Regions from separate parts of the Bombyx mori genome. Here region 1 is linked to region 2. Evidence: chromatin contacts called from public Hi-C data. All regions are on one chromosome and are shown on one strand. The core of a region is the stretch at or near the end of the contact, and the rest is flanking DNA. Distances in the headings are between cores, read along the strand shown. Region 1 holds the start of LOC101744075 (intraflagellar transport protein 57 homolog). Region 2 overlaps LOC101741803 (myosin light chain kinase, smooth muscle).

Region 1 (6,645 bases), core at 3,303-5,802, 70 kb before region 2:
ACTGGAAATCTATTGGAGAGGCCTATGTTCAGCAGTGGACGGCGATAGGCTGAAATGATGATGATGATGATATGAATATACAAGAATTGCTCGTTTAAAGGTATAAGATACTTTAAACTTTCTTTACTTAAGCTTATTTAAGTTTACAACATTATTATTTAATTTGGTAAATATCTCTTTATTCGTGTGTCTATATTCAATTTAATTTGAAAGTTGTATGAGATAAGTACACGGAATATTTATAATATATAATCGATTATAAGTTAATGATACATACTTTTTTAGTTCCAATATATTTTAGTCTGGATTTTGCGGTATCTTTTTTGTTTTTGTTTAGGGGAAAACATGGCGGAATATCATGTCTAATAGTTAGTTATAATAACTTAACCTATTCAATAAAAAATTAATGCGATATTTATTTAAAATTTTAAATATATTTAAAGAAAATGGACCAAACCTTAACAATTTTGTTTTATTAATAATTAAAGTACCATGTTCTGTTTAGTTCCTTAAGTACCAAAGACTAAATTTACGTCAAATGCACAAAAGTAAGTACACAGTAGTCACATAATGCGATTCAATCTAAAGCCAATAAATGTTGGCCAAAACTCAGCCAACGCGGGCGTAGGAAATGAGTAATTCATAAGTACAGTCTACAGTAGGTTTAGAGAAGTCGAAATGAGACCCCAAATCATATTTATTTCTTTTGCTTGGACCTGAGCAATGGTAAGACGACGATGATTACCGGAGCCCGTGGACATCAACGAAGTAAATGCCGTAATGCAACTGGACACGTGTACTAAGTCACAGTTATATACTATAATAATATGCGTTGTTTGATTATTATTATTTTTTTATTATTCAAAATTTTTTTCTGTTATATATTAGAGCTTATAAAATATATTGTGTGTTGGCTAAAGTTAACGCAAGCAGAGACATCTGGAAATAAAACCCGAAAAAATTTAATATAAAAATAAAATAATAATAAATACAGTTTTTGTTTTCGTTCAAACGTAAATTCCAAAAAAAATAATTACATCTTGTCAAAACTGTATTTTTTTTTCTTCGGTTTGTATTTTAAAATGTCTTTTGCTATGACTGTATGTTAGCTTGGCATGCAACATCCGCAGTAACGTAAGTATTTAAAATAAATCCATAATATATTATTTATTTTGTGCAATACATCATAGCATGATAGCTTTAAAGAAACACTATAAAAAAATGATGGTTTTATAAATTAAAAACGTTTCTGACAACTTCGTGGTGTTTCTATTATTAAATTCTAGAAGTTATCGAACATTCTTCGATTGATTTATATTGAGAATAATTCATTTTTATTGTTAATATGTTGTCACTACTGAAAATAAATGTATTCAATAAACCACCAAAAGTGTATTATTTTATTTTTATTGATAATAATAATAATAATAATAACTCTTTATTTATATAACACCTTAATATGTACACAGTAAAGTAACAAAACAAAAGTCGGTATATAAATCGGCGGCCTTATCGCTGAAAGCGATCTCTTCCAGGCAACCTTGCAGGGAGAGGAATAAGTTAACTGGACGGTGCTATATCTTAATAAACTTACATAAAAATATATACTTAAATACACATGTGAAAAATAAATACCATATAAGATAAACTTACATACGATTAAATACAAATAAATACTAAAAATATACAAGATAAAATACAAAAGAAGTAGGAACTTATACAGTTATATCATAGAAGCAAAGTAGTGCGATTTCAATCTGGACTTGAAAATTTCCGGCGAGGAAGATAGTTTAACGCTTAAGGGTAACGCATTCCATAAACGGACAGCCTCAACCGCAAAGGAATGGTCATAAAATGACGTCAATACTACTTGTACAATACTTTTTGTAATACAATATTTAAGTCGCAATTCAAAAATCTAACAGATATTAATTAATATATCTTTTACAGTTTAATATCGCGTTTTTTTTTTCTTCATTGTATCGTGGGGTGACAGGTTATTTGGCTCGACATTTATCGATGTAACTAAAGGTCCGTTTTATTTGGTATTAGCATCAACACTTCGATGTTTTTATTCAATTAAGTTTACCCCAATCAAATAGCTAAAGAAGTTTTTTTGGTATGATATTTTTTCCAAATTTTAAACTTTGAATATGAGTCCTGTAAAGTTGCAAATATGTCGCTGAAACCAAATAGCCTCTCACTCCTAGAATTATTATATCCGACGCTTCGAATACTTTGAGGGGGAAGAGGTCATGGATGGAGTGTGTGAATGACGATATGAGAGAGAGAGAGAGAGAGAGAGAGGAGTGAGTGTTGAGATGACGGCTGATAGAAGAGAATGGAAGAGAAAAATTTGCTGTGCCGACCCCACCTAGTGGGATAAGGTAGAGAAAAAGAAAAAGAGTTTCGAATACTTTTACAGTTGTCGTGGCCCGACGTCCGTGTAAAAAAAAACTATGAAAAGCATATTATATTAAATCGTAGAATTAATTTTAATTATGTCTACGACTCGAGAAAACCGTATAAAACGCTGATAGGTATTTATTTATAGCCCACCAATATAAAAATTAATGTCATCAAAATTTACAATTTTTTTTCTGATCCTTCTTGATCGTGTTCTTCTTTTAACTGAGGTCGTCGATTTTCAGCAACTCTAAGAGCTGAAGTGAGGTAGGCCAATGAATGTCTTCATTTGGTAAAAGCAAGGGCATCTATGAGGCCTTTTGCAATTTACTTTAGCCACAACGCCACCAGTTTGTGACAATTGTTAGGTTCCTAACTGACAATATGACCAAAGTAGCCTAGTAGTACAAAGAAGAGTTTGCATACATGAGACAAAATAAATCTTAAAAAACTACAAACAGTTATTGAAACAAGACATTAATACATTTCATGTCTTATAAATGCATTGTTCGGTAGTCCAATAAAGTCGGGCAAAATAGTCGTATTAAACCATACATTGCATTCAACAAATAACAAACCATTTCGTTTTGACAGAATTATTTTGTTGAGACTGCTTAGTGGCAAACCTTGGATTCGATTTGCCAACATTAATAGCGACACACCAAAAACTTCGTACAAATACTGTATCAATCTAAAATAATAATTAACTAGCTGAACCCCTCCGCTTCGCTGGGCATTTAAACATTATTATTTCTCAACCCCACAAAAATTCTCATCATTAACGCCCCCGCAACTGGTGTAGGGAGTCCAACACATCAATGTTAGCCTATCCATTAAGTACATGTATTATCTACATGGATACCAAGTTTCAAGTCAATCGGATGCACGGTTCAGTAGTTATAACGGAACATCCGTAAAAACCACTAGATTGATGTATTAGTATAGATTGTATTTAGTACACTTCGTTGGCAATCATCCCAGATTCCTTGTTATTAAGTAAACTGTTGCCATTCGATTCCTTTGTTGTCAGAAGCCACAGCAACACCGTGATCTGAAAGTCCATTTCCTGTATATCTTTCTTCAAGGTCGCGACAGCTTTCTTTGCTGTAACTAGAGGAGAATTGTCGTTCATCGAGGACCCTTTAGATTCGGTTCTTTGTTTAATATTCTCTAGCTTTGTTGAAAGCTCGTTCAACATGTCTTGCCTTTCAGTGATACCTACACTGGCCTCTTTATATTCATTTGACACTTTGTTTAGTTCGTCGAGTAGAGAACCATATTCTTTGACAAGAGGCTCGAATTGCTCATTCAATATATTCTCCCTGGCCGTTACCTTATCCATAGCCGATGAAATGCTACTGTGCAATTTATTCAGCTGGGTTCCCGTTGTTTTAAATCTATCGAATAACTCTTCTTTGTAACTCCTCATCTGTGCATGTCTCGCTCGCCAGTCGCGTCCATCGGCGGATATCTTCAATCTTAGAGCCGGAGCGACCCTTTCCAATTCCAACTTCCACGCTTCCCAATCGTGAACCTTTTGGGCTATGTTACTTGGTTCTTTTTCGTCTGCATTAATATCTCCTTCAGATTCATCAGAATAAATGGGCATTTCATCTTCAACTTTGTCCAGTAATATTTCGGTTTCGTCTTCAACTTGATCAATGTCATCAACCGACTCTTCTGATTCTGGTATGTCAACAACTGGTTTTTGCCATTCAAAGTTTTCTTTTTTCAATGCTTCATCTGCGAGAATATTCAGGATACTACAAACTTGATCGCCCCATCCTTGTTTTAGTTTATGCGAAGAGAAATCTACATTAACTTCGTTTTCTTTGAGTACATCAATTACTGCAGCTATGATTGTGTTAGGATCGTCCTCTTCGTTGGGCTGAGCGAAATCCTTGCCACACTTCCTTATCAACCAGGCCGCTGTCGAGGCAAACACGAAAAACTGTTCGTTCGGATTAGTGGACGTCACGAAATAATATCGACTCAACGGTTTCATTTTTATCTGGGGACGCAGATCCGTGTCGATTTTTAATAAACGTAATTTATCCATAAGTCTTAAATCCATGTTGATAATGTTTGAATTACGCTAAAAGTAATGCGTGATTGTTTTGAAGTGCTTCGCTACGGTTGCTATGGTGATCAGTCCACCGCTTAAATGTGAAGTGTATTTATTATCTATGGTCTACAGTTCGTTGGTAAACATAGATATTACGCTAATATTAGATTTGTAAATGCACTGAATTTCAAGGAACTACACAAATTCCAGAAATAAGTGATAGGTACATCGAAAAATAAATGAAATAACAACTTCTTGCTGCCGGTTCGGGCTCATATGTCAAGACGATTGAACGATTTTAAACTGGTAGTAGGACCTTGGGAGTCCGCACGGGTAGGTACCACCACCCCGCCTATTTCCGCCGTGAAGCAGTAATGCGTTTCGGTTCGAAGGGTGGGGGTAGCCGTTGTAACTATACTTAGAACTTATATCTCGAGGTGGGTGGCGCATTTACGTTGTAGATGTCTATGGGCTCCAGTAACCACTTAACACCAGGCGGACTGTGAGCTTGTTCATCCATATAAGCAATAAAAAAAAACCTTTTCTGTATTCTTGGTTCTAAACAAGTTAGTTTCCTTATATCAAGTCGGTTTATTAATACAGAAGCTCTGATACTCATTTTCTACGCTTGTATTATTATTACAAACGTTGGGAACAATACTACGCATTCTCTCACCCATGTTTGGATATCGGTATGATTAATTTTAATTAAACCATTGTTAAACTAAGATTCATTAATAATTTTGAAACGGTTGTGTTCATCAATTTGCTGAACATATTCTCTGGTGCGTACTCAACAAGAAATTAACTGTGTCTATGAGACATGAAAATGAACTTAATGTAAAACGAAATGTACTAGTGAAGATGAGATTGGAAGCTGTAGTGGTAGCGGTAAGCAGCGGCTTGGCTCTGCCCCTGGGATTGCTGAAGTCCACGGGCGACGTTAACCAACCACTCACAGGTGGGCCGTATGCTCGTCTGCCTATAAGGGCAATAAAAACAAAGAAAAAAAAGCTGCTAATATTAAAATTAACAGAGCAACAATTGGCCGATTAACGCACCGTCGCGGTTTTCGCAAATTAATATTTTTTTTTATCACACGATTTTATTGCATCACTTTGGGAGGCATACACGAAAACGTGTTATGTACGTATTTCATTACAAAAATGTTTATCTGCCTGCGGTATTGGAACACTGGCATGGTTGCATCGTTCGATACTAGTAAGAGCGTCTTATCTAGGCCACGACAATTCCAATGACTGCAAGATGCTCTGCCACCAATACTTTAGATAGAAACTAGAAGGTTATACGTAATTACGGTTTCGCCCGATCCATTAACGGTGCTTTTAGGTACCTACCTCAAGCACCGGTCACCGTCCTCATCGGACCCGTCGCTTACGACGAAGGACTCGACGAATGAATTAACCCATAGACATAGCCCACTGAGTTTCTCGCCGAATCATTTTAGTGGGTCGCGTTTCAGATCCGGTAGTAGATTCTGCAAAGCACTACTCTTGCTAGGGCCCTTGTTAGCAGCACTCCCGGTTTGAGCCCCGTGACCTCACCTACACGTCAAGGAGAAGCTGAATAGCCTCTCCAGGCTATCAGCATAAGTAGGAAAAAAACAAAAATGTTAAGAATTAGGCAGTGGGAAAATAAATTAGAGTATTTTAACCGTGAAGGGATGGCAGGAAAATTCTAGCAGTGCTTCAAGAAAGCCAGAATTGTTTACCCGTACATCCTAATTATTGATAGCAGTTACATTGATCGTTAAAATCCTCTGAGCATACCTATCTGGTAATCTTTTTATACAGAGGCTCATACAGGAACTTATGGGAAGTGGTCACAGTCGTTTATGGACTTCAGCAATAGCAGGGGAACAACTATGATTTGGTTGTTTGAAAATGATCTTTCCACGCCCCATAAAACTTCGAATCTCAAGAGAGTTCATCCCTCGCTGACGTTGGATAAAATGCTACGCATATACTGGAATGAGCACTGAACCAATTTATCTATGCTTCATAAAACTTTTTGCTTAGATAGACTTAGGATAGGACTTACTGGTGGTAGGACCTCTTGTGAGTCCGCACAGGGATAGTACCACCACTCTGCATATTTCTGTCGTGAAGCAGTACTGCATTTCGGTTTGAAGGGTGAGGCAGCCGTTGTAATTA
Region 2 (6,621 bases), core at 47-2,546:
GACCTTCAGAAATGAAGATGCCGCCTAAAAAGTAAAATTATTCATTTGTCAGCATTCATGAATGTTGCCAGGCTAAAAAAATAATATCTCAATACGGAAACGTTTGGAAATATCTCTAAAATAAAATAAAGTCTAGGTAAAAATACTGCCTTTGCCCAACGAATGGTCAAACTTATTTTATTCCCGAAGTACACCATTTTGATGAAATTAATTGCACTTCAACGTTTTATTTTTACATACGTACACGTCTTGCATCCGATGTCTCATCGTAACGAAATAAATAGAAGATCTATTTAAAAAAAAAAATGGACCAAATGAAACAGGTTAAATACAATTTCTTTTCGGCTCCCGGCCTTTCTCTAGATCACAAATATAGATTGAACAAGGAAACGTGTGCAAATATCATACGAAGTTGGAACGCACGAATTACGTGACCGTGGCTATTCCGTTTGTTTGAAACAGATTATTTAAGATAAGGGATACGTTATTTATCTTAAGAACGCATGCCAATTACGGCGGCCCCGTTGAACATGAAGCTCACAATTAAAATATGAGCGTTTGAATTTATTAAAGTAATTGGCATTGTCACAGATTTACCAATGAGTGTGTTATTTATTTACCATTAAATATGTCAAATCTACGTTAACGTGGGCTGGTTTTTGTCCAATTGAATCCAAAGACAAGTTTTTTTTTTGAGAAAATTATTTACGTCATAAAATTAAGATAGATGCTTCAGTTTTATTATTTTCGACGTTCAGATATTATAAATAGTTATTCTAACTCACATGTACCATTTTTAAACTCCTTTTTCTGTTCAAAATACACAAAAAAATATATCTTCTCTATATATAAAAATGAATTGCTGTTCGTTTGTCTCGCTAAAACTCGAGAACGGCTGGACCGATTTGGCTAATTTTGATCTTGAATGATTTGTGGAAGTCCAGAGAAGGTTTAAATGGTTTAAAATAAATATGAAAATGCTCGGAATTAAATAAAAAATAACAATTTTGTTTTTCCTATGATGTCCCCCTCATCGGACGGATTCCTTTTGTTTGTTTTAACTTTATTTTATACAAAAGTTTAGGTCTTTTATTTATCGATTGAGGCACTACGAAGTCTGCCGGGTCAGCTAGTATAATATAAAGACTAAAAACCATGACTAAAAGTGTGACCAATAAAAAAAAATACGATCCAAAAAAAAAGGCCGCATTCGCATCAACAGTAAGCATCGAGGCAATTAATTAACCAACCTTAAAAGTCTGACTTCAGTCCTTTTAAAATGAACACGTATCGTACAACTTTATAATGTAAACAAACAAGTAAATTCCTCAGTTGAGTCATCGGATTTAAAAGCGATTTATTATTGTGTAAGACTTATAAAAGCATGTGTCTTCGTTCATTTCAATAACCCAAAAACCGTGTCAGTAACGTACCAAAATTAGACAACATGTTAAAATAAGTTTATTGGCCCTTACGTTATTAATGATTACAATCTAAATGATGTCAAATTTAGTGAGATTGACAATTATATTTTATATGTGAAAAGAAGCAGATATGTTTCAAGCGCACGTCAAGTGAAGACTCGAAAACAGGCCAATTGGGACGTTTCGTCTTTAGTCGCGTCTAAACAAATGCAATAATAATATAACAAGTGCAATCGTTCCAATTATAGCTATCTTTTTTACTCACGCGCTTATCCCGTCTTTTGTACTTTTCATTAATGCTACTTGTCAACATGTGTGTGCACTATATCGTTAGGTATGTAGATATATATGGCGCGATCAGATTTGAAGAGTCAGTTACTATGAAGATAACATATCTGTTGTATAAAAAATCATTGGAGATTGATACAAAAACTTAATGGGTTGCCAACTTGTCACATTCCCTATTATTATTTTTTTCGAAATATACCACTGTCGACCTTTGTCGGTTTGGCCATAAACAACATTTGAAAATTAAATAAATTCAAAATACGTATTCACGATTCCGTAGCGGTCCGGCCGCGTTGTAGTTGAGTCATCGATACGCGAATTCTGTTTTATGTCTCAGTTCTGCGCTTGACTCGGTCGCATGTGGGTTAAGGACAGTATATAAAATGTGTTGCCGGAATGTTGTGCTCTTTTGCAACTATCGATCATTTCAGTGAAAGATCGATAAGAAGAACGCGACCTCGTTAATCACATCGTTTTGTCATTTTATATTTTAAATAATTTTATCGTGTTGTCATATTTTGTTGCCAAGCGCGTGTACTCTTAAAATATCTAGGTAATTACAACGTAACATCGCATTCGGCAGATATATATTTTAACATTCTAATCTTTTTTTAATTATTATTGCTTAAATAGTTAGTTAGACGAGCTCACAGCCCACCTGGTGTTAAGTGGTTACTGGAGCCCATAGACATCTACGACGTTAATGCGCCCACCTTGAGATATAATCGTCGATCGTCCATGTCTGGTGTAGCGAGAAAGGCCCCTAGCCACAAAAAGCATTTTATTTTATTTTTATTCATTTCGCTTACTTCATATTTGGATCCATATTACATTTCATATACCAGAATTAAATAAAAAATTAAAACGGAAGCTTATATTTAAGAATATAATAAACAAAAAGCTTAGACTGCTTAATTTTAAAACTCACCTATACAATACAGCTTATTAACATTCAAGTTTATATAACTAAAACATTAGGATTTATTTTTTAAGAAAAACTCATTTTGAACAGTTTCGAGGTTTATTAATTCAATCTTGAAATAAAACGTACTGTAAATATATTTTTTTATTCCACACAAATACCAATATTTATAAGACTGTATAGTAGTTATGAGCGCTGAAAATGTTTTATTGATTATTTCTTTGAAACCGTTTTGCTATGAAAAATAATGGATAAACCATTGAGCACACTTGACCGATTTTATGCTCAAAAATATCATCTATACAAGTACACATTTATGTATTTCGTGTAAATCGGAGTGCTAGTTAACGGAAATACTGAATAAAGAACTTCGCGTTTTAATTCACAAAACGCGACATGCGAACTATGGCTGGATTCAAATCCTAAGGTCTTGAACAACTTCAACGCCTTGTACTTCAAATACCGCTATATCTATATGTTAATACGTGAAGGAAAAACTTTGTATCCCTTTTAACGAAAATTGCGCGGACGGAGGGGTATGAAATTTCCCACACGTAAAGAGAATATAGAGAAGGAGTGCAGTATGTTAATATTTTTTTAAATTATGCCTAAAATACATTAAATCAATAAAAAAACATTACACACACTACATACCATGTATTTGACGCATACACGCATGCATACTATTTATTGTCAAACTTTTGTTCTTGACCTCTGTTGTCAAATTGAGAATAGATTAAATATTGTTTGTCTTTATCAATATTTTCTATAGTGTAGCCTTGGCGAAATTTGTGACTATAGAAGTATAATAGTATTTGAAAATAGAATCATAATATTGTACAAACTTACAATTTCAATTAATGATAGTGGAATTTCGACTACTGCGGGACCACTAGTATAATTTAATAAGTGTGTTAGTAAAGTGTTCGCCGAATCGAATGCTTAGGAACGATAAGATGGTTCCAGAATGTTCTCACCGCAATTAAAATGTTCAACGCGATACCGAATCTGTCATCATTATTAATGAGACATTAAGTATATTTCCTTAATTTCATGTTATATTTAGGCGCAATTAGAGCAACCGCTGACAGACTTGACTTGTCGACAGATGTGAGCACGCCTTGACGCATTAATTACACGGAGATTTCACTTTTATTCCGTGACGTTAATTTGCATAATTATTCTGAACCTTGACGATTAGAAAAGGAACCAGTCGTATTTGTTCACAATGTAAATGTCCCGCGGTATTCATTTACGAAAACCTAGAAAATTACCATGTTTACCAATAGAATACAGATAATTGAAAATTCCGTGTAGTTAAAAAAAAACCAACCTAATAATGATAAATACCTTCGGTTCTGGATAGCCGCAAGATTTGGAACTCAATCAACAAAATTAATTACAGAGACTAATAAATATATCCCCGATATTATCATTTATACAAATTATTCGTTTGAGAAATAAATAGTGATTTATTTTTTCGAAGTTATTTTCAATTTACGATCTTGTAACCCTAAAAAACGTTAAAGAATATTTTTACGTTGGCACGACTGGAGACATGTTAAAAAATAAATAAATGTTTCGTCGGTTGCATCATTTCGCTATGTTAAGATGCAATATGTTTTTAAACAAATTTCTTGTTTTAAATTTATCATTTAAATATGACACGTTTGCTTTTAAATATTGTTCGCAGTTTTAATTGACTATACTTAATTGAGAAGGATATAGCTTGTTTTGTTTTTATAAACTAAAGTCCGTTCATACCTTCGTCCGTACTATGCATTAAATTACCCTCAGACACAGCCCACTGAGTTTCTCGCCGGATCTTCTCAGTGGGTCGCGTTTCCGATCCGGTGGTAGATTCTGCGAAGCACGGCTCTTGCTAGGGTACGTGTTAGCAACGTCGTCAGGTTTGAGCCCCGTGAGGTCACCTACTAGTTTAGGTTCCGCGGATATAACCTCTCAAGGCTATCAGCTTACGTAGGAAAAAAAAAAGCATTAACTTAAAAAAAAGTGCCATATTTCACAGACATATTTATATATGTATAATATATAAATGTATAAAATATGGTTTATTGATTGATTAATTGATTTTATTCGTAAGCAGTGGCCTATAAATAATATTTATAGAATCTTAAACCATGAATCAGCTATATCTATCCATTACTTACAACCGAAGCATTTGTGAAGGTATTTCTCATTACTAACAATATATGACTTCTAGAAAAACAGAAATCTGTCAAGTGTGCAATACCAAACTTGAAATAAATCTTTTGATAGGCGCGCATTATACTACTGAGCTAAAAACTCGATGGATGGATACTGACTCGTACTGAACTCGAATAGTTGACAAAACTACTCACCATCATCGTCAGTCCTCAGTCTTCCACTGCTGAACATCTCTCCCAATTTACACCACTCAGTCTGATCTTCAGCTCTACTCATCTACGTCTTGCTAGCCATTCTTCGCAAATCAAAACCACAAAAGTACCCATCATAAACATTTTTATGTTATTTAATTTCAAATCATGCATTGCATTTTCAAGTTCAATGATAGTAAAAGAAATGCTTACCTTCTTCGTATTCTAGTCTAGGATTAAAAAAAAACATTCTATGGTAATTGTCCCTTAACACGACTTCAAATAAATACCTTTTTTAACTTGCTTACTTACTTATAATAAAATGACTGATAACTGCCAAACGCCATTTTTTACTGATCTAATGTTACTGGCTACTTACTTATGGTTCTAGTTATTTTACAGTTCTAATTTTAATTATATTATTATATCCGAGTTCGAGTTTCTATAGAATTGGAATAAAGACTATAATATTACCTTGCAGAACAAAGCGCATGATGGCTTCGTGGATGCGTGCTACACCAAATGTTCTCTACCTATAATTGAAATTTTCAACAACAGCATTTACCCTTTAAACTTTTAACCAAACTCAAAACATTTTCGTAGTTTTTTTGTATAATAGTACTATAAAAGCATTATAAAATATTACAAGCACTAAAAACACCCATTCCACTATTTATGTTCTGCCTAATGCAATAACCTGAATTAGCGAATTAAATAGTTATTAGTTCATTCACTTGGAAATAGTTCTCGCTTCAACTTGTGATCGGAATTAATTGAATCTATATAGAATTTGGAAAGGATGAAGATATATCACATATTCTTAGTTCGTCTTCACAGAAAATATTTCCTAATGAATATGGATCATTGAATAGTGTAGGAAACCATACAAATAAAGTGACAGCCAAAATTATGTTGGCAAACAAACAATCTTCAAAATCTAATACGTATTAGTAATACTTTAACTCTGAGACATTTATTACGTAACAAATCATTAACCTAAAACGCTTCAACACTGTAACCTTGACACCCGCATACAGAATAGCATTTACATTTAGAAAAAAAACATATAGGACAAATCGTAACTTGTAAACAATATCGTAAGGTGATCGTTAATGGGTGTACGAACGTACCTAGAGACCGGTCAGCTGGCGTCGTGCCAACTATGCGCCGTAATAACTGACGCCCGACGATGCCTGACGCCACGACTCATTTTATATCATACGTTACGCGTCGCCATTTAGGGGAGCACTTGACTTTGACGCTTCTATTCATTATGCGTCATTGCGCAGTGGGTGGCTGCATGCATCGAGTACTCGTAATGACAAAACTATGAAAAATTTAATTTTAAGAATTTATTTTAAGGTTTTTATTCTCGAACTATCGGCATGCAGTGGCTAAATTCAAAAACCCAGGCTGTTTTGTGTTGCAAACTCAGTTCGAAAATCGAATTTCTTTCGCGGTCTTTTTCGCGTCATAACCTAACACAAAGGCGAAATTCGAAATCACGGACTGCATGATATTTCAACATCCAAATTGAAACAATAATTTCGTGCAGTATTACGATATAAAGTGAAATATTTAGGGGGCCTAGACAGCTTTCTGTTGCCACGTATCTGTGAACTGGCGA

Evidence for each region. A called contact is a pair of places that touch in the nucleus more often than the background predicts.
Region 1: a Hi-C map of whole pupa shows a contact between it and region 2, with 3 times the contacts expected there. The contact joins the promoter of LOC101744075 here to the enhancer-like site in region 2. A contact is called at or near these places in 2 of 7 Hi-C or Micro-C datasets (both in whole pupa).

The regions. Positions count from the first base shown.
Region 1 is chr14:9,284,932-9,291,576 of ASM3026992v2, reverse strand. It overlaps LOC101744075 (intraflagellar transport protein 57 homolog), which reads right to left and starts at 4,552. Exons shown (of 1, transcript XM_004925373.4): 1 at 1,390-4,552. The coding sequence starts at 4,480. The coding sequence ends at 3,359.
Region 2 is chr14:9,211,641-9,218,261 of ASM3026992v2, reverse strand. All of the region lies in intron 5 of LOC101741803 (myosin light chain kinase, smooth muscle), which reads left to right. Among protein-coding and RNA genes, the nearest start is that of RpS16, 24 kb to the right of the region's middle. Within about 2 kb of position 1,296, at least 7 of the 8 cell types and tissues checked have open chromatin away from gene starts, as enhancers often do.